Linked DNA regions of Nomascus leucogenys: region 2 is linked to region 1. A link is a contact called in public Hi-C data. All regions are on one chromosome and are shown on one strand. The core of a region is the stretch at or near the end of the contact, and the rest is flanking DNA. Distances in the headings are between cores, read along the strand shown. Region 1 overlaps CLEC16A (protein CLEC16A). Region 2 overlaps CLEC16A (protein CLEC16A).

Region 1 (6,491 bases), core at 2,950-5,449:
ATTTTACCCCACCTGCTAGACAGTGCTGCTGCCCAAAAGGACTTTCTGCATTGATGGAAATGTCCTACGACCATGCTGTCTAGTACAGAGCCACCACACATGTGGCTATTTGCATTTCAATTAAAATTAAATACAATTAAATATCCTTTTTCCGTTGTCTTGCTATCCACGACTGAGCACTTGAAATGTGGTTTAACAGTGGAACAGAAATGTTTTATTTTATTTAACCTTAATTTTCATTAATGCAGATTTAGACAGCCACAAGTGGCTACTGTGTTAGACAGCGAAGGGTTAGAGGGAAGAAAACGAGACCCTGCCCACTGTGTGGGACCGTGGGAAACAGCTCTGCTCCACGTCTGCCGATGAGCCGTGCATGAGAATGACCTGTCCTGGCAAACCTGGGTGGCATGAAGCAGCCTGGCCCAGGGCCTTGGAGCTCCCTGACCTGGAAGGAATGGGGCGCTCTGGCCACATGCACTCTTGGCTCTTGGCTCACTCAGCCTGGGGGTTATAACTCCCATGCCTCACCTTAGCCACTACGCTCTCTGCAGAGCACACAAAAAGCCCGTTCCCACACAGCTCTCTTTCCGTGTCACAGAGCAAGTAGGTATGATCAATGGGCATGGGGTGCCATGGGTCTCACTGCTGGAAGGGATTCCTCATGGGCCACCTGCCTCCCTCCACCCTGGCCTCTGAGGATGAGCAGGGTCTGACTTGCTCACTGCCTGGGCATCTCTCTCTCCTGGCCCCCACATAGGACTAGGCCCAGTGGAGGGGCGGGAAAGGCTCTTGAACGAAGGAGTTGAAAAGTTACTCCCACACACAGCACTTGGGCGAGAATGTGCAGGCAACTGGAAAGGCTGAAGCTCACACACAGCGTCTTGGGAGAGATCCAGGGTTCCTTGAAGGGAGGCCCATTGGCAGCCTGGGGCACCCGGTACTGGGACAAAGTGCAGATTTCAGGACTCCAGCCCCACCAGGCTGGTTCTCAGGGTGCAGGGCCCTGGAGTGTCTATGGACAAGTGGTTTGGAGACTTGTCAGATCCCAAATACCATTATGGATGGCCACACTAAGGCCCTCACGCTCAGCTCTTAAGCCACAGCTGGGACCCCACGTCTCCTTACTGAGGAGGCTGACAGTTCTTTAAGGTGGAGGGGACTCAGCAGCAACACTAAACAGGCGGGGATGCAAATACCTGGTAGCAGTTTAGAAGAAAAGGCTACCTGCCACTTGGTCCCCTGTCCCTTTCTGCATCCTCGGCGTGCACAGGCACGCATTCTCAGTACACAGGCTCACATGGCCATTCCTCGGAGATGGGGCTGAGCAGGATCTGACTTCTGTGTCTCCATCTTCTGGCTTTTCTGTTGAGGGGTGGGCACTGAGAACTCATTGTTTGCCACCATGCTAGTGCATGCTGCAGAGGCCTCAGTTAATCCTTAGAGCGGTGGCTCCCAAACTCTACTGCATGTAGGATCAGCTGGGATCACTGAAAACAGATGCTGGCTCCTGCCCCCAGATAGTCTGATTTAATTGGTGTGGGGTGCGACCTGGGCACTGGGAGCCTTAAAGTTCTCCAAGTGATTCTACCACACAGCCAAGTCTACATACCACTTGGCCTTCTGGCATCATTTGTGGGAGGCAGACAAACCTGCCCAAGGTCAAACCCTGAGCCAACACTGAACTTGGTGGAGTCTGATCATAGGTTTGTGCTCCTGCTATTATAATGCAAGGAACTCACAGCCCATGGATAATTGAAAAACAAAGCAAAGCACAAAATCCTTTTCCTCATCTCACTCTGAGACACTGGAACAGATGTTTCAGGCCATTCATAAAACAGATGTAAACCAACGGGGCCAAAAAGCTGCTGGATTTTTCACACGCAGTGAAAGCTCACTGAAAAAAACGCCAGTAAATACGGAGGCTGTAATGCAACCCCAGGACTGATGGATTGCTCATAACATCCCCGGGAGTTAATGAGAACAGCCCTGAACTCAGTTCTGTGTCAGTGCTCTTTGCCATTAATGATTCAGGTAAAGAAGGAAATAAAATAATAGGGCAGGGAAGGAAATTAATTGAACTAAGCTTTTTAAAAATATTTCTGATGCATCAAATTCTAATGAAAGATTAACACACACAATGGAAATATTAAAAGGCACTTACAGAGGCCCCCAAAACACAGAGAAAGAAACCTGTCAAGGGCGAGGGAGCTGATAAAATCTTTCAGATAAGAAAACTGGTACGGGATGTGAGGCATTTACTCACAGTTGTGAATTTTCATCAGGAAAACAGCCCCTGGTTACTCACCCAGCTGCTCACACTGGGACAGCCTTCCTGGAGGGCAACTTGGCAATTGGCAAAGAAGCCTTTCAGCTGGGCATGTCCTTTAACCTGTTCTAGAATTTTAGGTTACACCATTCTCATGGTTGGGTGTAGAGATTCAGCTACAGGGAAGTTCAAACTCGAGGTGGGGAGGACTTAAAAAGGGAAAAATTCACAGATACAGGGAAACTAAATCTTGGCAGGCCCTCATGGTGGCATGTTATACAGTCAGTTTTTTAAAAATCCTGTTAAAATGGTGGTTCCTAAACTTTAGTCATTTCCTTACCATCCTAAGGATTTTCTCCTAGTTGTACCACCTGTACCATTTATGTGATGTTTTCTTTAGATTATGTCCCTCCCTTTGTATTGAAATTTATAAGGAAAATTTCATTTACATCAACGCAAAATCAGCATCATCTTTCATAGAAGACATAATTACGTACATGGACAAAATATTCCTACATTTGCCAACCAAAAATTGCCTCAGGCACCACCTCTGGAAAAGTCTTGATGAGACACACAGCTTGGTGACGCAGGGACAAGGCATCCCCACAAGGCCTGGAGTGAAAAATTAAGGTTATCGAACAGCATGCACAGGGTGACCTCATTTTTGTAAAATGAACTCGTGTGGTTATCTTTGGGGTATGGTATGGTTACAAGTGTTTTTTAAATGCCTGTTTCTCTTTTCTTAATTTTCTACAGTGAATAGGTAATACTTTTATAATCAGAAAATAAATTTAGAAAACTTTCAATGGTCTGTATTCCTCCCGTGGGTCTCTGCGTGCTTCTTGGGACACAGGTCTGGAAGAAAACATACCCACTGTGACTGTGGTTATCCAGGGAAGTGGGATGAGGGGGGTGGAAATTACTTAGTTTTTATTTTATTTTACTTTTTGAGACAGGGTCTCACTCTGTCACCCAGGCTGGAGTGCAGTGATGCCATCACAGCTCACTATAGGCTTGACTTCCTGGACTCAAATGATCCTCCCACCTCAGCCTCCTGAGCAGCTGGGACTATAGATGAAGACCACCCAGCTATATAAATTTTTTTTTTTTTTTTTTTAGAGATGGGGTCTTGCTATGTTGCCCAGTCTGGTCTCCAACTCCTGGGCTCAAGTGATCCCCCACAACCCTCGCCTCAGCCTCCCAAAGTAACCGGGATTACAGGCCTAAGCCATGGTATCTGGCCTTAGTTTTGTTTTCTTACAAGTTATTTGCACAGTATTTGTGTAATTAAAAGGTAATGGCTGGGTGTGATGGTGTGCACCTGCAGTCCTAGCTACTTGGGAGGCTGAAGTGGGAAGATTGCTTGAACCCAGGAGTTTGAGTCCATTAACTTCCAAAGTGAAGGTCTCATTTGGTGCCAATCTCATGCTACAGCTATGCTTCTAGCTCCTTTTTTTTTTTTTTTCTTTTTCTTTTTGAGACAGAGTTTTGCTATGTCACCCAGGGTGGAGTGCAGTGGTATGATCTCGGCTCATAGCAACCTCTGCCTCCTGGGTTCAAGTGATTCTCTTGCCTCAGGCTCCCAGGTGGCTGGGATTACAGGCACCTGTCACCATGCCCGGCTAATTTTTCTATTGTTAGTAGAGACGGGGTTTTACCATGTTGGCCAGGCTGGTCTCGAACTCCTGATCTCAGGTGATCTGCCTGCCTCGGCCTCCCAAAGTGCTGGGATTATAGGCGTGAGCCATCGTGCCCGGCCATAGCTCCTGTCTTACTCAACTGTCCAGAGCACTGTGGCAAACCCTCAGCTATGCTGACTGCCTGGACTCTGTTCCTGGAGTGGTCATTCCCAACACACAGACCAGAGCTGGCCCGTGGACAGAATGTCAGGACTGATCAAGGTGAAAATGGGGAGGTGGGGGGAGCCCTGCACCCACAGTCAGAACATGATGTGCCAGGCTGCTGTGAGGGCCTTTCCAGCCGTGACCCCCGCACAGGCTTTTTTCTTGTTCATCTTCTCTCTCCTTTCTTTCTTCTCTCTGGTTCTTGCTCTAAAAGCACGACCTAGAAAAGGCAGGCTTTCCACGTTCCATAACATTACCGCCCACTTTTTCCTGCTACTTACATCAAAGATCCCAAGCTCACACATTTGAAACAGAATGTCATTTAAAAGACTACCCACTTAAAAAAAAAAAAGAAAAAAAAAGATTAGCAACTGTTCAAATAAGAAACAAGTCATGGAAAATGTGACTTTCATTTTAGTTCTGCTTTATCACACCTGCTAAGAAGAAAGTAGAAACTTCAAACACATCTCAGGTACTGAGGAGCCCAGAGCTGCAAAAGGTTAAGTGCTTTATCAGGGATCATCCAGTAGTAGGAAACTTTTTCCATTATGTGCTTAAAGGCCCACGGCCCCTTTAAATAGCCCCCTACTACTTCATAATAACGATAACTTGATTCATTCTATAGGCTTTATTGATTTAAATATGATTCATGTAAAATTCATGGCAACCATGCAAACCTAATTTTTCATATTTGAGCTACATTAGAAACTACACGGCAGAGGCAGGAGGGAAATGAGAGAAGGCATATTTGGGCAGTGGGGCCAAGGCAGGCATGCAGGGCCCCACAGGAAAAAAGGGAGAGATTTTTCTAAAGAACTCAGATGCAAAAAGAGACACACAAGGTCAGTTCTTAAGAAGGCAGCTGCCTGATGTGGCCTGGAAAAAGTTGTAGGGGGGAGGTGGTGCCTGTAAATGCTTCAAACTTCAGAGGCAAGGCCTCCTGTGACTCTCAGCTGCCCCTCCTCTGAGCAGCTGGAGCCAAGAGGGCCCGTTAAGCCACAAGAGCACTTCTGCCTCCTCCCACAAACCTCTCATCTGTAGATGAAGCCAGCTCTGGCCCCCAGAAGGTTTACTGCAATCACACCTTAGGGCTGGAAACTTATTAGGCTTGGCCTGCCCAGGACAGGCGCAGAGCTTCTGGGTCAAGCCTCTGGAACCCCTGACTCATGTTACCCTTCAGTTTCCCCTTTGAGCCCCTGGAGCCTTCATCCTTGGTCACCTGAAGGTGACACAGCAAGGTGGTTCATTAGGACAGCCACGGGCTGGGAAGGGGCCCTGGACAACTGGGAAGTACCCTGGAGGAAAGGTTGAGACCAGGACATCATTTAGGGGAATGGGGTCAGTCCTGCTTCCTAATGCCACAGTTACAAAAGAAGGCAGAAATTAACCACCATGGCTTCTACAAGCGCATGATAGGACCTGCCTGTCATCCAAAGGCCCTCGTCACCCCTCCACCCCAACAGGCTAGGAAGCCTGTGGGTCCTCCCTTCTAACCAAGCCTGCCCCATCCCTGAATGCACTGTGGCTTGGGTCACTGTCCTCTCACTTGGGGTGAATGAGAGAGGCATGTTCCACCAGCTGCCGCCTCCAGTCTTGCTACCTCATCCCTGCTAACTGTGCCATGGAAGTGGGCTTCCTGGAGCCCACTTTCCTGTCTTTCAGCAGGGCCCCTTCTCTGCAGTGCCACACCCTCATATCCTGGCTCGCCTTCTACCTCCTCTTGCTCAGTCTTGTACAGGCCCTGCCCTCTTCCACCTGTGCTGTGCCCAGGGTGCATCTGCCCACCCTCGGCGCCTGGCTGATATTTACTTCTTCAAAAATACGCCCACTTTGCTTTAAGACAGATTCATTTGGTGGCTCCTCAGTGCCAGGTAGTATAGATATGAAGAGAAAGGTGACCAGTCACTGCCCACCTTCCAACACTTGAGTCCGGGCAGAATCACTGAAGTGTCCAGCAGGGCATGCTCCCAGCCTGTGCACTGGAAGCCTGTTTGTTCCTTTGCCTGAGTGCCACAGGAAGTGTCTGCCAGGGTTTAGGAGGCCTTGAAGCACTTTTTGAGTCTTAGACTCATACTTACTGGGAGGAGTATGGCCATGGTAACTGCACTGGATGAGGAAAAGTGGCTTTGTTCTCCAAATGTCCCAACTCCAGGGCCCAGGCTCACTGTGAGGGATGGCAGGGATGGGCCACTCCATTGAAGCCAAGTGCCCTTCTCTCTCTCACTCTGCTGTGCTAAGCAAGTCTAACTGAACTCATAGGAGATGAGGGTGCATCCCATGTGATGCCCCGAAAGCACCACGAGAAGGGGGTGCAAAGGCTGTAGGAGCCAGCAGGGAAGTAGAGGTGGTAGGGGGTACAGGAGGAGGAGACCCCTGAGATG
Region 2 (6,491 bases), core at 1,693-4,192, 130 kb after region 1:
CCCCCAAGTAGTTATCAGTAATTGGGGTTGATGTCATAACATTCGTTGTGGAGCCACATAGAGGACTATGATTTCATTTCCTTGCTTGTATAACTTTGTTCTTTCTATAGTTAAGTGTCTCATTATGTCTCACATCCACAACTGTTTAAATCCATAAGGCTTCTAGCTTTCCCAATTGCTCCGTTGGGTCTGCCCTGGTCCCGTTAGCATCCTGACCCCATCTAGGTGCACTTCTCACTAGGCCTGGGCAAAGCTGTCACCCTGGAGCAGTGGTTCTCAAGTGAGAGTGGTTTTGCCTTAAAGGGGACATTTGGGAATGTCTGGGGACATTTTTGGTTGGTATGACTGGGGAGGGGTGCTACTGGCATCCAGCAGGTAGAGAGGCCAGCAATGTTGCTAAAAATCCTACGATGCACAGGACAGCCCCCACAACAACGTTACCTAGTTCAAGAGGTCAACAGAGCCAAGGGAAAGAAATCCTGCTCTGGAACTTCTAATCATCCCTCTGAGGACAAAAGCACCATCCTAATCTCTTTTTTAAAGAGATTTATTGAAGTATAATTCACATACCGTAACATTCAATTATTTAAAGTACACAATGTAATGGTTTTTGGTGGAGTCACAGAGTTGCCTGACCATGATCACAGTCAATTTTAGAACATTGTTATCCCCCCTGCAAAAAAAAGCCCCTTATGGCCGGGTACAGTGGCTCACGCCTGTAATCCCAGCACTTCTGGGAGGCCAAGGTGGGCGGATCATGAGGTCAGGAGCTCAAGACTAGCCTGGCCAACATGGTGAAACCCCATCTCTACTAAAAATACAAACATTAGTCAGGCGTGGTGGGGCATACCTGTAATCCCAGCTACTCCAGAGGCTGAGTCAAGAGAATCAGTTGAATCCAGGAGGCAGAGGTGCAGTGAGCCAAGATTGCACCACTGCACTCCAGCCTGGGTGACAGAGCAAGACTCTGTCTAAAAAAAAAAAAAAAAAAAAAAAAAAAAAAAAAAAAAAAAAAAGGAAGCAGCCCCTGACTTGGCCAGATGTGTGGCTCACACCTGTAATCCTAGCACTTTGGGAGGCCGAGACAGGAGGATTGCTTGAGCCCAGGAATGCAAGATTGGCCTGGGCAACATGGCGAAACCCCATCTCTACTAAAAATCAAAAAAATTAGCTGGGCATGGTGGCATAGGCCTGGTGGTCTTAGCTACCTGGGAGGCTGAGGCAGGAGGATTGCTTAAACCTACGAGGTCGAGGCTGCAGTGAGCCATGATCACCCCGCTGCTCTCCGGCCTGGCTGACAGAGCAATACTCTGTCTCAAAAAAGAAAAAAAAGCCCTATACTCATTAGCAGTTGCTTCCTATGTCCCCACACAACATCCTAGCCCTAGGAAACCACCAATCTACTTTCTGCCCCTATAGATTCACCTATTCTGGGCATTTCACTAGGCATAATGCTTTTGAGGTTCATCTACGCCATACCAAGTGTCAGCACTTCATTCCTTTTTATCGCCAAACACTATTCCATCGTACAGACAGACTACATTTTGTTAATGCATTCATCAGCTGACAGAGCCTCTTGACCTTCTCACCAGCTGCCTAGCAGCCCCATCTATGGCTGTACTGAATTGATTTACCCCGCCTGCTCTGGGAGGCGTCTGAGTTGTTTCCAGTGTTTCATTATTACAAATAGGTGAGCAGGACCTTTTAGAGTATGGAAGTCCATGCTCTGCCTACACAGAGGTAGGGAAGTGCTGTTCTTGTGTTTATTTTTCCTTGATGAAAACAGAATTCTCCCCTAACCACCCTGTCTATCTACTGAGTGGCCCTGGGGGTGTCACTTACTCCTCATCAGTCTGCACGCAGTCATCGAGTTCGATCACGTGGCTCCCGATGAACCAGACCAAATTGGAAAAGTAAGGAACAGCAGTTTTATCTCGGATGTAGTGCAGCATGGCCTGGTTATCCACTGAGAAAATTCACAGAAGAAAAAACAAGTCAAGCTACCAAAAATAACTTGGGGAAGATTAAAAAAATAATAAATAAAAACAAAGCAAAACCCAAAAACCATAATGAAAAAGCCCTCTGCTATAATCTGAAATTGTCTGTCTTTCCTGGAAATACTTAAAAATGTTTATCTTATTCATAAAAGTATAGTCATCAAGGCAGTTCTTACGATATTTTATACTTAAAAATAAATTAGTTGGGCTAAACATTAATGGTGCATGGGAGAGCCTACTTATCAGTAGCAGAATGAGCTAGACTACACTGAGAATTACACCATTCTCAACCAAGGTATTTACATATAAGGGTAGACTAAGAAAGCAGAAAACCAGAGGTTAATAACTTACGTGACACTGGAATAAGGAACACAGGAATCGTCATTGAAGGAAAAGCAAAAAACAGACAACAGTTAACAGGGTTAGGACCTGGGAAGGTGAGAGAGCTGCTCAGAGGGAGAGAGACTAGGGTGGGAGGCATCTGCACAGAGAGATAAGGTTAGAAGGAGACAGGAGAAAACAGAGCAGGAGGCAGCAGAACCAACTGTGGCTTGGACCAGGGTCACAATCTTAGCAGCCTGCCAGGTTGGCTGGTGGCCAGAGGTCTAGTGCGTGACCTGGGAGCATGGGCCTTGACCCCAAAGAGGCAGCTGCTTCTGTGCCAGCTGACCCCCCCACCTGCAGGACTGTGGGCCTCAACTAGCCAAATCTACATCTTCAAGGTGCAAATCCAGATTATCATGGACGATCTCCCAATTTTTAAATACTGGCAACTACATATTTTTTCAAAAACTAAGCCAATTAAAACATGTCTGATAGCTGGATATGGCCCACAGGTCCTCAGTTTGTGACCCCTGGATGGGTCCAGTTGGGCTCTTAGAAAAGTTCTTAAATTTAATGTAAGCCCAGTGCTAGGCTGGAGTGAGTCCCTGAGAAGCCCCCACCCTCATGAGGGAGTAATAACATTTTGACTCATGAAAGTCAAAGCCCTTTCATCCCTGAGAAAATAGTCCCATCTCCATTTTGGTGACTCCGGGGAAAAAAACCCAGGCATTAGGCAGAGAACTTCCAAGCATCGCCTTGGAAGGGCAATTCCAGTTCAGGAAACTTGTGGCCAGGCAGCCTTTGTGTCAGTGCAGTGGAGAGTGGGGGAATGGCTTTTTCCCTGGGGCAATGTTTTGGGTATTAAGAACATCCTGAGGGAAAGAAAGAACTGTTAGTGCTGGGCTTTGCAGCCTGTTGGGAATACAACATTGCCCCCTGCTGTTCAAATGTGACATGCTTTTATATATTACTTAAAAGTCAAATTACCCCTTAGCTGTATTAAAGTATATTTCACAAGCCAAGACACAAAAATTTAAATGACACATTAAAAAGACAACTTTGCCTTCTCAAATCCTAAAACATAGCCACTCTGAATCCCACACGTGCCTCTCAGGACCTCCTACTTCTATGCGGGAGCATGAGCAAGACTTCGACGTGCCTGGAGAAGGCAAGGATTTCCATGAGCGGCCAGCTAAATGCTAAGGGATTCCAAGTTTTTCATGAGAGAAGCTGCCACGGCTCATCATCAATGCACCCCCTCGTGACAATCGGAGAACCGTACGCACACACACGGGAGTGAGCGCTTGCTGCCAAGTCAGAAATCGGCCGAGACACAAGCCCATGAGGACACTTACCTTTATAGACGTTCAAAGTTATGGTTCTTACAGCAATTCTAACCATGCTTTCAGGGTGGTTGAAAAACTTGATGGCTTCTGTGTACAGGGCAAAGTCATTGGTGTGCTAAAACAAAAGAAATAACGAAAACAAATTAGAAGCCCATAAGCCAGGCCTGGCCCCATCCCAACTCTCTGAATTCCATCAGAGACTTCAGAAAAAGACAAAAAAAAAAAAAAAAAAGACATTGCCAACGTGAACCGTAAGTCAGTGGTTCATTCCCAACGGGGAATGCAGAAAGGGATAGGAAGGCAAAGTCACGGAAGAAACAGAAGAGTCCAAGTCCGTGTGGTGGTGCACACCCATGGTACCAGCTACTTGGGAGGCTGAGGTGGGAGGTTGGCTTGAGCCCAGGAGTTGGAGGCTGCAGTGAGATGTGATTGTGCCACTGCATGCCAGGCTGGGCAACAGAGCAAGACCCTGTCTCAAAAAAAGAAAAAAGAAAAAAGAGCAGTAGTAGTGGTAGTAGCAGTAATCACTGATTGATTGGCTGGGAGTGGTAGCTCATGCCCAGAATCCCAGCACTTTGGGGGGCCAAGGAGGGAGGATCACTTGAGGTCAGGAGTTTTGAGACCAGCCTGGGCAATGTGACAAGACCTCATCTCTACTTTAAAAATTATAATTAAAAAAAAAAGAGTCCAGATAATGTCAGACCTGGGTTCATTACCCGTTCTACCACTTCTAACCTGTGCAATGCAGTATTTCTAAACCTCTGTTTCTACATCTATAACATGGGGATAATAACATCTACTTTATGGTTTCCAGATTAAACGAGATCATTTCTGGTCTTGTGCTTATCCCAGCACTTGACACCTAAGAAGTACTCAGTGGGACGCAGGGAAACATGAGGGGAAGCCTGGTGGGAACCTTCTGAGAAAGTTTTCTTTGGAAGTTAAAAAGGGACACAAGAAGGGAAGTGATCTCATCAGGCATTTTGGCAGTGGCAGCCACCCTCTGACCATGAGGGGTTGAACCTGAGGATGGGTGCCAACTGTATAGTCAGCAGAGCAGCAAGATGGGAAAGCCTGGGTCCTCGCTGATACGGTTGAACCACAGGATGAACCAGCACGGCCAGTGCCGGGACCTTTTGGTATGGGAGATACATTGACCCTATTGTTCAAACCCCTTTTAGGTGTCAGGACAGGAGCAATTTATTTATTTAAGTTGTTCATTTTAATAATTCTCCCAAAGAATGTCAGGGACATTATCTTATCAACAATAGCAACATCTATGATTTTAGCTACATATATACTAGGCACTTTGAAGACATCATCTCATTTAATTCAACCCCTAATAACCCTATAAGATGTACATTCTTATCCCCATTTCTGAGATGAGGAAACTGAGGTTCAGAAACGGACTGGGACTTCCTGAAGGTGACACAGCAGGGAAGTGACAAAACCAACCCTGACTGGAGTTCCTGTTTTTCCCACAGGGCAACACTTCCCCAAGACAATATCTGGGCATGTCTCCTCTCTACCAAGTATAAAGCTCTCAGAACAAATTGAATTTTACATTAACAATGGAAAGGCTGGCCAGGTGCTGTGGCTCACGCCTGTAATCCTAACACTTTGGGAGGCCAAGGTAGGAGGATCGCTTGTGCCCTGGAGTTCAAGACCAACCTGGGAAATATAGTAAGACCCTGTCTCTACAAAGAATTAAATTTTTTTAATAGAAAGGTAACTTATTTAATTAAAAAAAATTTTTAAGCATGCCAAAGTCAAAAGTGTTGCCATGAAAATCATAACAAGTATATAAGAGCTTTGTAAACAGACACAAGACCATCCAGATATAAGGCGCTGTCATAAAAAAAAAAAAAGCCACGTGTGGCTTTACACCCACAGGTGCCCCTCTGCCAATTACTTACCTCATTATAAAAGAAATGGACAGTGTGGTTGTTGAGTTTTAATGAAAGTGTTTTCAGGAACGATATATAATAGGCCATAATCTCCTCATCAGAAAAGTCAAATTTATGAACGATGATAGAATTTACATAGTTATTTGAGAGCAAATAATCTAGAGAGAGAAAAAAACAAAACAGGTTAACTCATGCTGGAGGAAAGATAAGCCAGGTAACAAGCAGATGACCCGTCAATGTACTTGAATCAGGTAAGCCTCTGGGTTGCTGGAATTAAACACAGTAACTGGGAAGAGCTTAACTTTTAACCAGCAAAGAGATCATCTTCGATGCACAGTCACCAGGAAGTTCAAAGGCATCACCAGAGAACAGCCCTTCCCTGCCCGCCCACACCAAATAAAAAAAAGACACTCCAACATTTTAATTGATGGCAAAGTTCAACAAAGAGCTGGGAGTAGGGGGAGATTAGCTGGTGTGTGGGCATTTTCACAAACCACCCATGGATGAGGGTAAAAAGCTGCCCCCTTCTGCCATCACAAATCACATCATCAACTCTGAAGGCCACAAACAGGCCACACTAGGGTTTTTTTCCTCCTTATATAGCAACATGATTTCATAAAGGTCCCTTTCTGCTGAATCCCTACTACATGCCGGCCACTGGGCTGAGTGCTTTACATGACCATTTCACATGATCCTGCTCATTCTTCCCATTTTGCAGATGAGCAAAAACATCTCGGAGATGTTAACTTACCCGTGCACAGAGACAGTCACAGAGAAGGGATTCAAACTTAGGTCTGACGTCAGAGTTTGTCATGCATTACGGGGGCCCAACAATGAAAACTGGGTGATGAGGGCCCAAGGGCACTGGGGTCAACTAAAGAGCAACCCCATTCCCCAGCTCCCAGTGCCTGGCCCTG

What was found. Hi-C and Micro-C count contacts between places; a contact is called where the count stands out from the background.
Region 2: a contact with region 1 is called in a Hi-C map of an unstated tissue, with 4 times the contacts expected there. The contact joins two enhancer-like sites. A contact is called at or near these places in 2 of 4 Hi-C or Micro-C datasets (a lymphoblastoid cell line and an unstated tissue).

Annotation. Positions count from the first base shown.
Region 1 is chr18:92,064,857-92,071,347 of Asia_NLE_v1, forward strand. All of the region lies in intron 19 of CLEC16A (protein CLEC16A), which reads right to left. Among named protein-coding and RNA genes, the nearest start is that of CLEC16A, 150 kb to the right of the region's middle. Within about 2 kb of position 4,200, the one cell type or tissue checked has an H3K27ac peak away from gene starts, as active enhancers do. A contact at or near this core is called in a lymphoblastoid cell line, where this site is marked.
Region 2 is chr18:92,191,274-92,197,764 of Asia_NLE_v1, forward strand. CLEC16A (protein CLEC16A) reads right to left here. Exons shown (of 24, transcript XM_030798973.1): 4 at 5,584-5,732; 5 at 3,677-3,782; 6 at 2,349-2,354; 7 at 1,843-1,966. Among named protein-coding and RNA genes, the nearest start is that of CLEC16A, 27 kb to the right of the region's middle. Within about 2 kb of position 2,943, the one cell type or tissue checked has an H3K27ac peak away from gene starts, as active enhancers do. A contact at or near this core is called in a lymphoblastoid cell line, where this site is marked.